Linked DNA regions of Bicyclus anynana: region 1 is linked to region 2. Evidence: chromatin contacts called from public Hi-C data. All regions are on one chromosome and are shown on one strand. Each heading gives the region's core, a stretch centred on a gene start, on an enhancer-like site or on the middle of the called end of the contact. The rest is flanking DNA. Distances are from core to core; before and after follow the strand shown.

Evidence for each region. Hi-C and Micro-C count contacts between places; a contact is called where the count stands out from the background.
Region 1: a contact with region 2 is called in a Hi-C map of whole body, with 4 times the contacts expected there. The contact joins two enhancer-like sites. A contact is called at or near these places in 2 of 2 Hi-C or Micro-C datasets (whole body and whole larva).

The regions. Positions count from the first base shown.
Region 1 is chr9:5,423,890-5,430,033 of ilBicAnyn1.1, reverse strand. It overlaps LOC112058341, which reads right to left. Exons shown (of 2, transcript XM_024099101.2): 2 at 4,841-6,085. The coding sequence starts at 6,070. The coding sequence ends at 4,958. Among protein-coding and RNA genes, the nearest start is that of LOC112058319, 9.1 kb to the left of the region's middle. Within about 2 kb of position 2,568, at least 8 of the 8 cell types and tissues checked have open chromatin away from gene starts, as enhancers often do.
Region 2 is chr9:5,336,344-5,342,625 of ilBicAnyn1.1, reverse strand. LOC112058335 (cadherin-86C) reads right to left here. Exons shown (of 15, transcript XM_052883349.1): 15 at 5,348-6,282. The coding sequence ends at 5,878. Among protein-coding and RNA genes, the nearest start is that of LOC112058341, 76 kb to the left of the region's middle. Within about 2 kb of position 3,860, at least 8 of the 8 cell types and tissues checked have open chromatin away from gene starts, as enhancers often do.

The DNA of each region.
Region 1 (6,144 bases), core at 1,319-3,818, 89 kb before region 2:
AGTTTTCCTGAAATCACAGACACACACTTCAATTTTGTTTATATGTGTTGATAATGATATTGGTGTCGTGTCACCAAATCATGGTGATACGGCGATTTTATCTCCGAAATACTCTCAACTTGTGAAAAATCACTTTCATACATAAAATTAACACCCTACCACTCCCTTAAATTCGCCTATTCCTTAGTCCTTTTTTGCTGGTTGCTTGTATGTTTTTATTGGTAAATCCTGTTATAGATCTAGATAAGAAAAAAATCGCCATAGACAGGTGTATTTTGCTCTAAGTCGTGTCAAAACCTTGGAAGGAACATCGCTGTCTAATTTAAATTCAAACAAAGTATTGTGTAGGCCTCACCACGAAGCGAGGGATATTGCACCAGATGACGCGATTACGCAACTTAAATTCTATAACAAACTGCATCAGCATGACTAGTAGATAGTGATTGTTCTATGTAAAACTTCTGTCTTAATAAGCTATTATTTTTGTTCGAACTTAACATTTTGGCGTACTTATTGAACCGTACTAAGTAAGCCCAGCAAAATGTAGCCACCGTAAGCCGTTATGAAGTTCCCTTAATTATTGTCCTTCGCCATCATCACTAGACCTCAATATCAGTCACAATGCATCTAGGTGGAAATTTCTCATCAGTACAAATTTATTAGCCTCAAACTCAAGCTAGCTACTGTGAACCGTCGAAGAGTTCCCTTGACTGTCCTTCGTCTTCAACCCCTAATGCAGACACCCCATTGATGTGGAAAGTTCTCATCAATACAAATGTATTTGACGGCCTCCGTGGCGCAGTGGTATGTGCGGTGGATTTACAAAACGGAGGTCCTGGGTTCGATCCCCGGCTGGGCCAATTAAGATTTTTTTAATTGGTCCAGGTCTGGCTGGTGGTGGCTTCGGCCGTGGCTAGTTACCACCCTACCGGCAAATACGTACCTCCAAGCGATTTGAAGTTCCGGTACGATGCCGTGTAGAAACCGAAAGGTATGTGGATTTTTATTCTCCTCCTAACAAGTTAGCCCGCTTCCATCTTAGACTGCATCATTACTTACAGGTGAGATTGTAGTTAAGGGCTAACATTAACAAAAAAAAAAATCAAGCCCAAACACAAGGTGCCTACTGTGAACTGATGAGGAGTAACCTTAACTGTCCTTTGTCTTCATCGCCAGACCTCCAATGCAGTCACAACCCATCTAGGTGGAAAGTCCTCATCAATACAAATTAATTAAGCCTAAACAAAATAATTTCGGTAAATCGTTGATGAGTGCCATCAAACGCACTAGCGCCACTTGCCGTCTCTACAATTTTTGAAAGATTTTTCCGAATTCTCCAGGATGCCATGAAAAAACTGACACAAAGTATACCTTTTCAAAAAAAAAAAATTAAAATCGATCCCCAAATGACGGAAATATCGCGGACATACATACAGCCGAACGTAGAACATCCTCCTTTTTGGAAGTTGGTTAAAAACAGTAAGATTCGTATCATAGAAATATAAGATAAAAGATAAGATAAATATACTTTATTTGCACACCACAAAGACAAAAACAAGTGAAATAAAAAACAAATTAGAAAGAGATCAGCATACAAAAGGCGGCCTTATCGCTAAGTAGCGATTTCTTCCAGGCAACCTTCGGTTTAGGAAAACTTAAGGACATCAGCAGGTGGCGTAAAACAAAAATAACCATAGTATTAGTAATACAAATAATTTACATCCTAATACATAAACAATATTACACAAATACCTACAATAATGAATAAAATACATATCAAAATATACTAATAAATACCTTATATTGAAAAGAAATAATATATACAGATCGTCTTTACTGCACCAGATAATGAGACTTTACGGCATTTTTAAAAATGTCCAGTGTCTTTGATTGCCGTATGTTTAATATAGTGATGTCCTGGAAAATGAAATTGTACGATATTTTGCTTCGACCTTTAACAACTCGCCTATAAGCACGTAAATGTTATAGCACGAAATCACGTTTCCCCAATCTCAAGTTTTTGTGTACAAGATCAAGAGGGCGCCCTTCCAATACCATTGACAACAAACGGCAAAAGGACATCAATCCTCCATTATTTACAAGAGGTCAATGATTATAATTATTAGCCGTATTCGTGTTCCACTTTTGAAGAAAATAAAACAATGAAATAAAAGCAAAACTATCAAATAAATATGGAACTGTGTATTTCTTATGAAATATATAAATTGCTTTATATAAATAAATAAATTAGTCATAAAATCGAATAATCTGAACGTAAGTATCGTCGTATCGACTATTATGACCCTTCAAGTTACACAACCCTAGCAAAATCGATACTTCTAATTCATTAACAATTATTTATTTAATTGTTACAATAATATATTATCTTAAATTTACTTAATCGATTAAAGTAAAAAAAAAACACAAAAAACCCCATAATTATGTTTTCGGCTTCCATTTGCTCAACGAATGAGGAATGGAATGAAGAAGGCACTTCATGAATGTCTACGGAACGTTAGGAACGTGGGCGTTGCCAGTGGAGAATCTGGAGCAGGCAGTTACAATCGCCATGTAACAGGATTGCATAAACTGCAAAGAGCATAGACGATTTAGGTCAGCGCCATCTATTGTGTAGCGCAAAGAAACTTCTCATTTTTAATATGAACCCAATCACCGAACAGACAGTCGCGATAAGTGTTTTATAGCTATTTCATACAAGATGGCGCTCTACGCGAATTTCTTCTTTTCTATAAAAGTAAAGAAAATAGTTAATTCCGTCAAGTAAGCGTGACCATATGGCCCAATAGCTTATAACAATTTGGTTTATTTTCGAGGTGTTAAGAGATTCGATTCCCGACACCTTCAAGTACAAATCTTCATATTGTAAGTACTTACTTAATTTGTTCTAACACTTCTGATCCACCAAGGCGATTCGCGCTGATGATGGTTTGATGAAGGTGAATTTTTGGTGCGATCACAGGCAAAATATCAACTTAGGGTTTAAAGAAATATTATACATATTTACGTGTGCCAGGCAGGTAAAGCGCCATCTGTTTATGGGCACATACAAAACGTTTTGATTCCTTTTTCTTATCGGCCATCTCATTTCTATTCATTCATCTCTCAGTCTAGGTAGGTACCTATGTCCTTGCATATTTCTTATTATATCTACTGTGATATTTTGATAGTTATCTACAATTTGGTCTATCTTCAAATCACGAGGTCCAGGGTTCGTGTTCTAGTTTGGTTTATAATATTGAGCTTTTCTTTCTTTTAGAAATTCTCAGTAAAAATGTTCAGCTCGGAGTTGGGAACTCTACAACTAATAGTGACTAAATCAAACAAAACCTTTAACTCGCCATATTAGAGCACCACAGTGGGTCTAAGCTAATAAACTCCACATCCTCTCTCGAGAAGGGAGAACTCTTTAGAGGTACTGGGTTCGATTCCCTGCTCAGGCAGTTTAGGATTTTATATATTTTTAAATTGTCTGTGGTTTGGTCTGCAGGCGAATTCACTAACGTCAACATATGTTACTTGACTTATACGAAATTTAGATTTTTGGACTCGTAACAAATGACATTCGGTCCCTACTGATAACCGTCCGGTAGATGACATTTCTCAGTTGATTTGATGTTTATTTTAATAGGTTGTTATTATAGGTCAAATTAGTGAATAGGCCAGCTTGTGGTAGGCATCGCTCGTGGCAAAACTAAGTTGTCATTGAATATAAAAAAGTCTGTCTGGTCTGGGCCCATAGTAGGTTGTTAACTTGCTATACGACGGGTTGATAATGATGATTTTCTACAATGTATTTTTATCTACAATATGGGTATCCATAAGTGAAGCGTCAATAGGCACTTTCCATCTAGGTGTGAATGCAAAACAAACAAACCACAAATCTATGTCTATGACATTTATTACCACTTGAAATGTATTACCTAATTAAGTAATTATTTATTTTACTTATAAATATTTACATTAAAGAATAGTTACATAACTAAATAAACTTTTTATTTAACGTCTTTGGTGGGTAAGTGTTCATAACATTAATTGATAATACAGTTTTTGATTATTTTCGTTCACACAAAAAATAAAAAAATAAATTATTGTCTATTATATACACGAGATGGCGTACCGAAGTGGATTTAGTTACTATCAGAAACAATATTATGTATGTTGTGTCCTACAATATTAATTACATTATAATAAATATTACCTGTTGCTTATTTAATGCATTTTTATATTAAGAAGCTTATTGCTTGAAACACGTATTGTGATATTTACAGTATTTATCTTTAGATACGTAAGTTATCTACTATTATATCGGTAACATTGTAATTTTAATCATATAGTTATTTACATAAAACACAGAGTTTTATATTTTGTTCATGACAAAAGCAGTTACGCAAAAGTGACACGCTTTGCACGGCGTTTACCTATGTGATTATAGCAAAAAGTTTAGATTTAGAAAAATCATAGATTTAGAAAAAAACAACAAATCAGAACAATCACAATTCACGATTTAAATAATCGTGAATTGTGATTGTTTTTATCGTAATGTAGTTAATCGTGTTGAAAGTTAAAAGAAGATGAGAAGTCATCAGATTTGTCTAATCTCTATGTAAAAAAATAATGAAAAAAATATAGCAAAAGACTTTGACACAGATAGACAATTAAATAGGTATCTACTTATTATATGAATATTTACAACGATTTATATATAAAATAGCTCTACAAGTAACATGAATGCATTCAAAATAAGAAAGATTTGTTTATAAACAATGATCATGTTAATGATAGCGTATTTTACTGTATAACATATTCGCAATAACCTTGACTAGAGAAAAGCACTGTATTTTTAATACTGTCCGACGCTAAAACACGACAAAATTTGGAAAATATTTTCACAATATCACATTAAGATATACATTAAACTTCAATACAATGCAGCTTTTTACACTAGATCATCATAGCTTTCGTTGAAACTTTGATCCATAGGGTCGCTGTCGAAGGTACTGAAGTCCTTTTTTGAGGGAGATTCCTTTTGGGCAAGTAACCTGTCGCAAGCATTCAGTTTAGCGTGTAGGACATCGTATACACGCGTCATGGATGCCACTTTTTCTTTGCTAGACGGATCAGTCTCGATAGCAAATAGTCGAGAATCGAGAAGTTTGATTGCAGCAACTATGTAGTTCCGCAACGTTTTCGTTTTGTGCTCTCCACTGATTCTCTCCAAGAACGCGCAAACTTGTCTCTCTCCACAGAGTAAGACGTCGACATCGTAAGCTAAAGGTGAGTGCTGTCGATGTAGATAAGCGATCAAACGTTTAGCATAACGTCGGTAAGTTCGATAAGCTTTGCGCTTCCTCGTACCGAGCGTCCGGCCCATTGACATGGATTTCTTCATGTCATCAATAACCGCTTTGTATCCAGCATCGATTTTGGAATCGAATATGTCTCGCAAGCGTGTCTCCACTGGCTGGAGTTCATATGGCGCCGGAGATGGTGGTAGGGAGGGTGATGATGGTGGAGGCGACGGTGGGAGAGAGTTACGAGGGGTTTCTTCTTCACTCGACTCGCTTGATATTCGTCTTTCAATTGGAACAGCTGCTGGTATTGAATACGGTGTTGGTCGTGCTCTGGATTTCTGAACGCGAGCAGGTCGTGGAGCAGTTCTAGCATTGTACGCTGTTAAAACGTTCGCATCTTGTTCTGTCAAAGGGCGAGCGCGTTGAGAAGCAGCTAACGGAATAATTCTAATCTTCACAAGACCGTAGCTCTGGTGTATCTTTGCCCGGATTCGTGGATCGTCGTAATCGGCACCCCAAAGGTCTCGTATTGCTGTCTCTTTCAAATACCGGACTTGGCAGAGTTCTCCGTTGAAAAATCTCTTTCTTTGTTGTTCGTTGAGTGCATCTCTGTCAGGTCCAGTGATGCCGTGGATTTTGGTCAAGTGATCGGGGAGTTTGCCGTAGGTGAAGCGCGCGCAGTCTTCGATTGGGCACGGGATGTTTGCATGGTTTTGTTTCTTCGCACGAGCGCCGGCGGCTGCGGGCCGTGCACTCATTTTTGTATCAGTATTCTGAAACAAAACAAAAATTTAATTTTTTTTGAAATTACTCGTGCACTTAACACCAAACC
Region 2 (6,282 bases), core at 2,611-5,110:
AAAAAAAAAATACCGACCGAATTGAGAACCTCCTCCTTTTTGAAGTCGGTTAAAAATAAAGTCGCTTTCTCTGTCCCTATATATGCTTAAATCTTTAAAACTACGCAACGAATTATGATGCGGTTTTTTTAAAAGATAGAGTGATTTTAGAGGAAGATTTATATGTTTAATAACATCCATGGTTCCCGCAGGATTTGTGAAAAGCTGGAATCCACACGAACGAAGCCACGGGCGTCCGCTAGTAATATATATTTGTAAGAATGGTAATGTACAATGAAAGTTAACATCTACGAGTATTTTCACAGACAAAGTCGAGGGCTTTCACTAGCTTGTGATAAAAAAATAAAGCAGATTTGAGTAATAACAAAAGCGAATCGTTTAACCTACCTAAGCAATTAGGAAAGACAAACAATACGGGAAGAAAAAATTCCGACGGCAGAGGAAAAAAAGCGAAAATAAACAAAGCAATTGTAAACTCCCCAGTCATTGGGCGAAAACTTTAAGTAAGACGTGAAAAATGGGAATATGAAAAGAAATAATTTTCCGCGCGAGTTGTCTGTGCAAATGAGCTGAATGAAGGAGTAGCTCATGCGAATGATTGAGCTCTCGCGATGAAACAATGTTCAACTTTATAATATCGTCAATCTTGATTGCTAATCTTGAAAGAATTTCCTTTTACAGGCTTTACTATACGTATAACTGAAGAGATTGTCTGTGAAATGTCAATTTTGTAAAAGCCTGTCCAAAAAAAGAATACCTACCAATTTTGGCAATACTATCAGTTTGAGTCTAAAAAACTAGTTTCGAACCCATACGGGACCCTTACTCATGAGCTGGTTCTTGCAACGCAGCGAGTGCCAAACAGCGAGCGGCGCGTGCTGTCGCATGCAATGAATATATTTTTCACTACTCTTGCTCAAAAACACTGTCATATTACCACTCCACAGCGGGGCTAAACAAGCATATTAGCCTCTAGGGGCTAAAGTAATTTTGTTTTTTTAATTCTTGTCTGTTACGAGTACTAGCCAAGTACTAGCCTACTATAAAAAGAAGGAGGTTTTATTCGAAAATAGAATCATTATAGGTAAGGCCCTGATTGATTTGAAAAATAAATAAAAAACTTTAAATTGGAATGAAATGCAGCGTTCTTGTCTGTGGAATGCGTTTATTTTTTATTTAATTTTTATTAAGTTGCGAATAGAGCGAGATTTGAAGACATGGGACATCCTTTACGGTGTAATACCTTTGCCTTTTTCTCATGTGAAAAAAATAAAATTAAAAAGCGAGAATTTAAAAAACAATTGGCGTGAATAATACACAGTTGATTATTTCCGAAATTCATTGTAAATTTGTGACCGTAACTTACATATTTTTCAACAATAATTGTTATTGTTGTCTTCGTCTAGTGAGAATGGTGATCCTAATTTGGAGATGAATGAAATTTTCAATCTGTTACCATCAAAGTCGAGACGCATTTACTTAAATACTTACCTACGATACCTACGAAAAATTTTATAAGTGAAGAAAACAACAACGGATGGATTCACTTACGAAAGGAGTTTTTTAAACTATTATCTCCCACGTTTACCTCATATATTCATTATTCATCTTCAAAAAAGTCGGAAATTATGTTACCGGGTAAAAGCATCTCCCTTAATATCCAAAATTGTAGACTTTGTACATTTAATTTTCAATTAAAATAAATCATTGAATATTGTACTAAACTATTTTATTTTCTCGCAATCGTAGTGAAAAGCAGAGTGTAACACGTGGGGCTAAACCCATTATAAACTCGGTTTCTATTTAGGCGGCCCTCGCCTTCGTCTCGGGCCCTAAAAATACCTCGTATATAATGGGTCTTTTTAGCCCCTTGTATAACAATCTACTATATTTCTTTCACTAGCAAAAGATGTTATATAATATACTATGTACAATGTACTTACATCAATTTTTTAACCGACTTCAAAAAGGAGGAGGTTCTCAATTCGGTAAAAAGCAGCATATGTTTTAATCTAGAGAATTTTCTATCTTTGTTTTGAATTTCAGCTAAATCGGTTAAGTAGTTGCGGCGCTAAAGAGTAACAAATATCCATACAAACTTCGTTTAAACTATTAGTAGGATAGGATGGCACTAGAGGATAGCGTTGCTTCCCAACAGTGAAAGCTTTTTTCAAATTGCTTCAGTAATTTCAGAGCCTATCGAACGCAAACAAACAATCAAATTTTTTTTGCTCTATAGAATATTAATCTAAAATATAGATAATTCTTTATACTCGTAGAAGCTGACCTTCAGAGCCATCTAGCGTAACATATAACAAAAAAGGTTTACAGAATATCAAAATAATAAAAAACTTTATATCTACTCTAAATAACTATGACAACAGACAGTCCAGTTTTAATGTCTTTATTTAAGCTTTATTTATTTTTGCGTCTACGATATTTGTTGTCATATGCAATGTTTAGAATAATTGTTATAAAGTAAATTATAATCGCATTAGAAGCGCCATCTATCTACAAATAGCTCAATAATGCAAAATGCCTGCACGAGATAGCATCTTAATATATTATGTAGTCCTAGTACAGTAGTCTCGAACCTACCGATTTTTCGGTATTTCTACCGACCGGATTGCAAAACAAGCACAGACAGCCGCCAAGCCTTTCTTAGCAAAAAAGAACACAATCGGCTATACTTATAGCCGATTGTGTTGTGTTAGTAAGTTCGATCTTCCTTGGAACACATTCTAAAGCAAACAGTTACTGAACTGTCCAGGCCATCCATATATCACTTATAGGATAGGATTTATAAGATTTGGATGCAGGTTAGCGGGATCAGCGATATTTTTCCTCTCTGACACGATAATTATCGTCTATCGCAATGTTAGCGATACTGACCGGGAGGGAACAGCAGTCGGCATATCGAGTTCTCGGGGTCTTAATAAATACCAAATTTTTAACTCCGGGCAGCAGCTACTGATAAATTATTGTTTTTAAGCAAACCAAATAAATAATAAATATTTCATATACGCTCATAAAAAAAAAAAAAACATACATACAGCCGAACGTAGAACCTCCTCCTTTTTGGAAGTCGGTTAATAAATGAATCTCGTCGTAATAGATAAGTCGATAACACGCTGATCTTTGTACCTGCACATTACCGCTCTGTAAAATATCAACTTTGTAGCAATAACTCAATAGATCGCCGCTCTAGCTCATTGGTAATGAACCGTTGACATAGGTGAAATTGGAGGCTTTGCAAAACCTCCTAATAGTCGTAGCTTGTTTGTCGGTTTTTTACCGGATATAGGTACTTACTTTGGTAAGTGTGACATATTCCTCCTTCTCCTTTCTTACCACAGAACGGTAAGACGCCGCGAACGGTGACATTCTTACAATACGGATCCAGGCAACTTGTACAAAACGATTTGTATCCACATTTCTAAATCGCACAGCCTGCAATAATTTGGAATGCCCTGAAGGGGTTTTCGTTTCGTAACGTTTATTTATAGTCTACATCTAATTAAAAGCAAAAAAATAATAATTAGGATACATTAGATTTATAATTAAGTTGTAAAATATAAATATAAAATATAAATTAAAACTCAAAAGTATAGACTTAACCACAGTTCCACCTCACCACAGGGAGGCACTTAAGTTCATCTTCTTAATATTTCATATAATAATTGATAAGCCGTTTTTCACCAAAAACAAACTAAAACAATTTGAGTTTAATCATATAAAAATCAGAAACAAAAGAATGTCATAACAATTAAACTATATTTATTTTTACGTGCAACCGTATCTTTATTAAAGTGACTGTCTAGCTCCTAATATGTTATAAGATCCTGGTATCTGTTGTCGACAATTGCGATCATGGAATCGAGAGATCCAGTGATCGTCACCTCACTCTCGGCATCGGTAGCCAGCCAAATTTCACTTTCAACTCTCTTTCTACATACGGTAACGCTTCGAAAACTAAAAAATGTACGGGGATCACATAAGTTATCGATAGCTCACGTGATCAATCTATCAATTTCAGTCATTCCCATTACAGTTATTAGTTTACCCATACAGTTTTTGAAGGGCTTACGTAGAAAGAGAAATATTATTGCCAACTCTTGTAATTTGGCTACGAAGAGACTGATTAAGCGGCGTTTAGGCACTATTAACTGGTACTATATATTTTAAAATGAATACTTTCTATTTTGTATGGATGAGAGTTATACACCGTCAAAACAGATAGAAAAGCTAACAAACGCCACCTATCAGCAAGTAGGACAACTATGATATTAGCGTTACTGTTGTGCAATTTTTCGCTATACATCTCCTAATTTATTCTACAGTCTTATTACCTATTGACGCCATAAGCCGTCAATGGGAGGTTGTTGAATCCGGACCCGACATTCTCGCGTGTGGCATCGGCCACAATTTTCCAAACTATGTGTGATGGACAATAATTGTGTAGCCGCCATAATTTGCCAGATGACGTACCTAATGCTTTTTCATTGTCTTCCACTCTCACTTCATTAGTTTCTCTGATGAAGATGAGGACAGTTTTATTACAATCATAGCATAGGTACTTCTTACTGTATTTTTAAACTTTGTGTGCATATCGCGTAGGTCTGAGAATCGGGCCAACATCTATTTTTCACATCTCCAAGTGGAAGGGTGGTCCACCCCAAATTTTTTAAATTCCTAAAGCAGGGAAATAATAAGGCAGACAATTTTTCCAGGTCAGCCAGTTTCTTTGTAAATCAGTTTTTATTTTTTTTGTTCAATTCACCATTGACAATATAAGCCACAACTTGATTTATAATAATTAAAAAAAAAAATACAACCGACTACAAAAAAATAACACTATGATATTTTCTACCTATTGATCACTTTGAAGGAGGTGCCTTAGACTGTGAACCCATACTTCTCTATTTAAACGAGTACTAACTCTACACGAGTGAAAGTAACAAAAAAAAATAAAGCCCCGTTATATGTTAATGTGATATATTTCATCCTCGTATTCTCACGGAAACGGGAACTACGCGCGTGAAACTGCGAGGCGTCGGCTAGTGATGAATTTATCACCCCTATTTTCCACCCTTAGGGTAGAAATAGGGTAACTAATAAAAAATTCCTCATTTATACTTGAGATAATCCATTCACTCACGTACCTACTCACCTGTACCGCTCAGAAATTACGGCATAGTGCCCAGAGTTATTTTCTGATATAGGAATAGCCTTATAAGCGTTATTCAAGCGAGGCGAGCGATTTTTTCGAGGGCTTACAGTCTATTTTTCTTTTTATGATATATCCTACATAGCAGCTTATCACTTTGCAGAAATAAAACAAAACATGAAAAGTATGATATAACTTTATATTTTATAACAAATATAGAATTGCATACTGAGACAGTACGGCAGTTGTGAATAAATGAATAGTTATGTACAATAGATTTATTAAAGCTACAATTAAATACATAATACGAATTAAAAATAATTTTTATTTACAATATAATGTCACTTAAATTTAATCAAGTTTAAAGTACCTACAGAACAGTCATTTAAATAAAGGCAGTTGATTTGTATCGTTCCTAATTTAGGTAAAGAAGATTTATAATCCCTTCCATCAATAAAACTGTCTCTAATCGATTTTTTGAAGAAATTAACAGCATATTTTTTATTAAATATTTGTAATGTTATTGTAATTTTAATTTCATCAAAACTTCGATGAGAGAGAAAGTCTTTGCCAGATCGGGAGTACCTACTAAAATTATTTACAATATCATTATTAATAATAAATAGGACGGAACACAGTTTACAAAACGCATAAAAAATAACATCTATAAGGCACTCTTGTTTTTGTTGGAATACTGATATTGATAATAATTATAACTTTTCGCACGACGTAGAACTGCTGTCAGGCCTGAGTTGTTTAGTTTGAACGTCATCATAAGCAATTGTAAATACACTCTTTTTTTCTGTAATTGGTAAACGCTTTATATTACCCGTTTGCTGAACCAGCGTGCTCATAGCTATTCCAGAATCGTCATCGTCTACTTTTGATGCTAGTATTCTTTGACCCGTACCAGCATCTCCACCGATATTTATCTTAGAAACATGAACTTCCGATCTTTTGTCATCCTCGTAATTTGTTGAAATTGATATACTATGGGTTAGGGCGCTTTCAGAAACATCTTTATGCTTTCCTTTTTTATTGTTGACGTCATCTTGGTTAACATAAATAGGTTGTTGTTCTAATGACTGTCTTTGCGGTAAGGTTGGAACATTGGG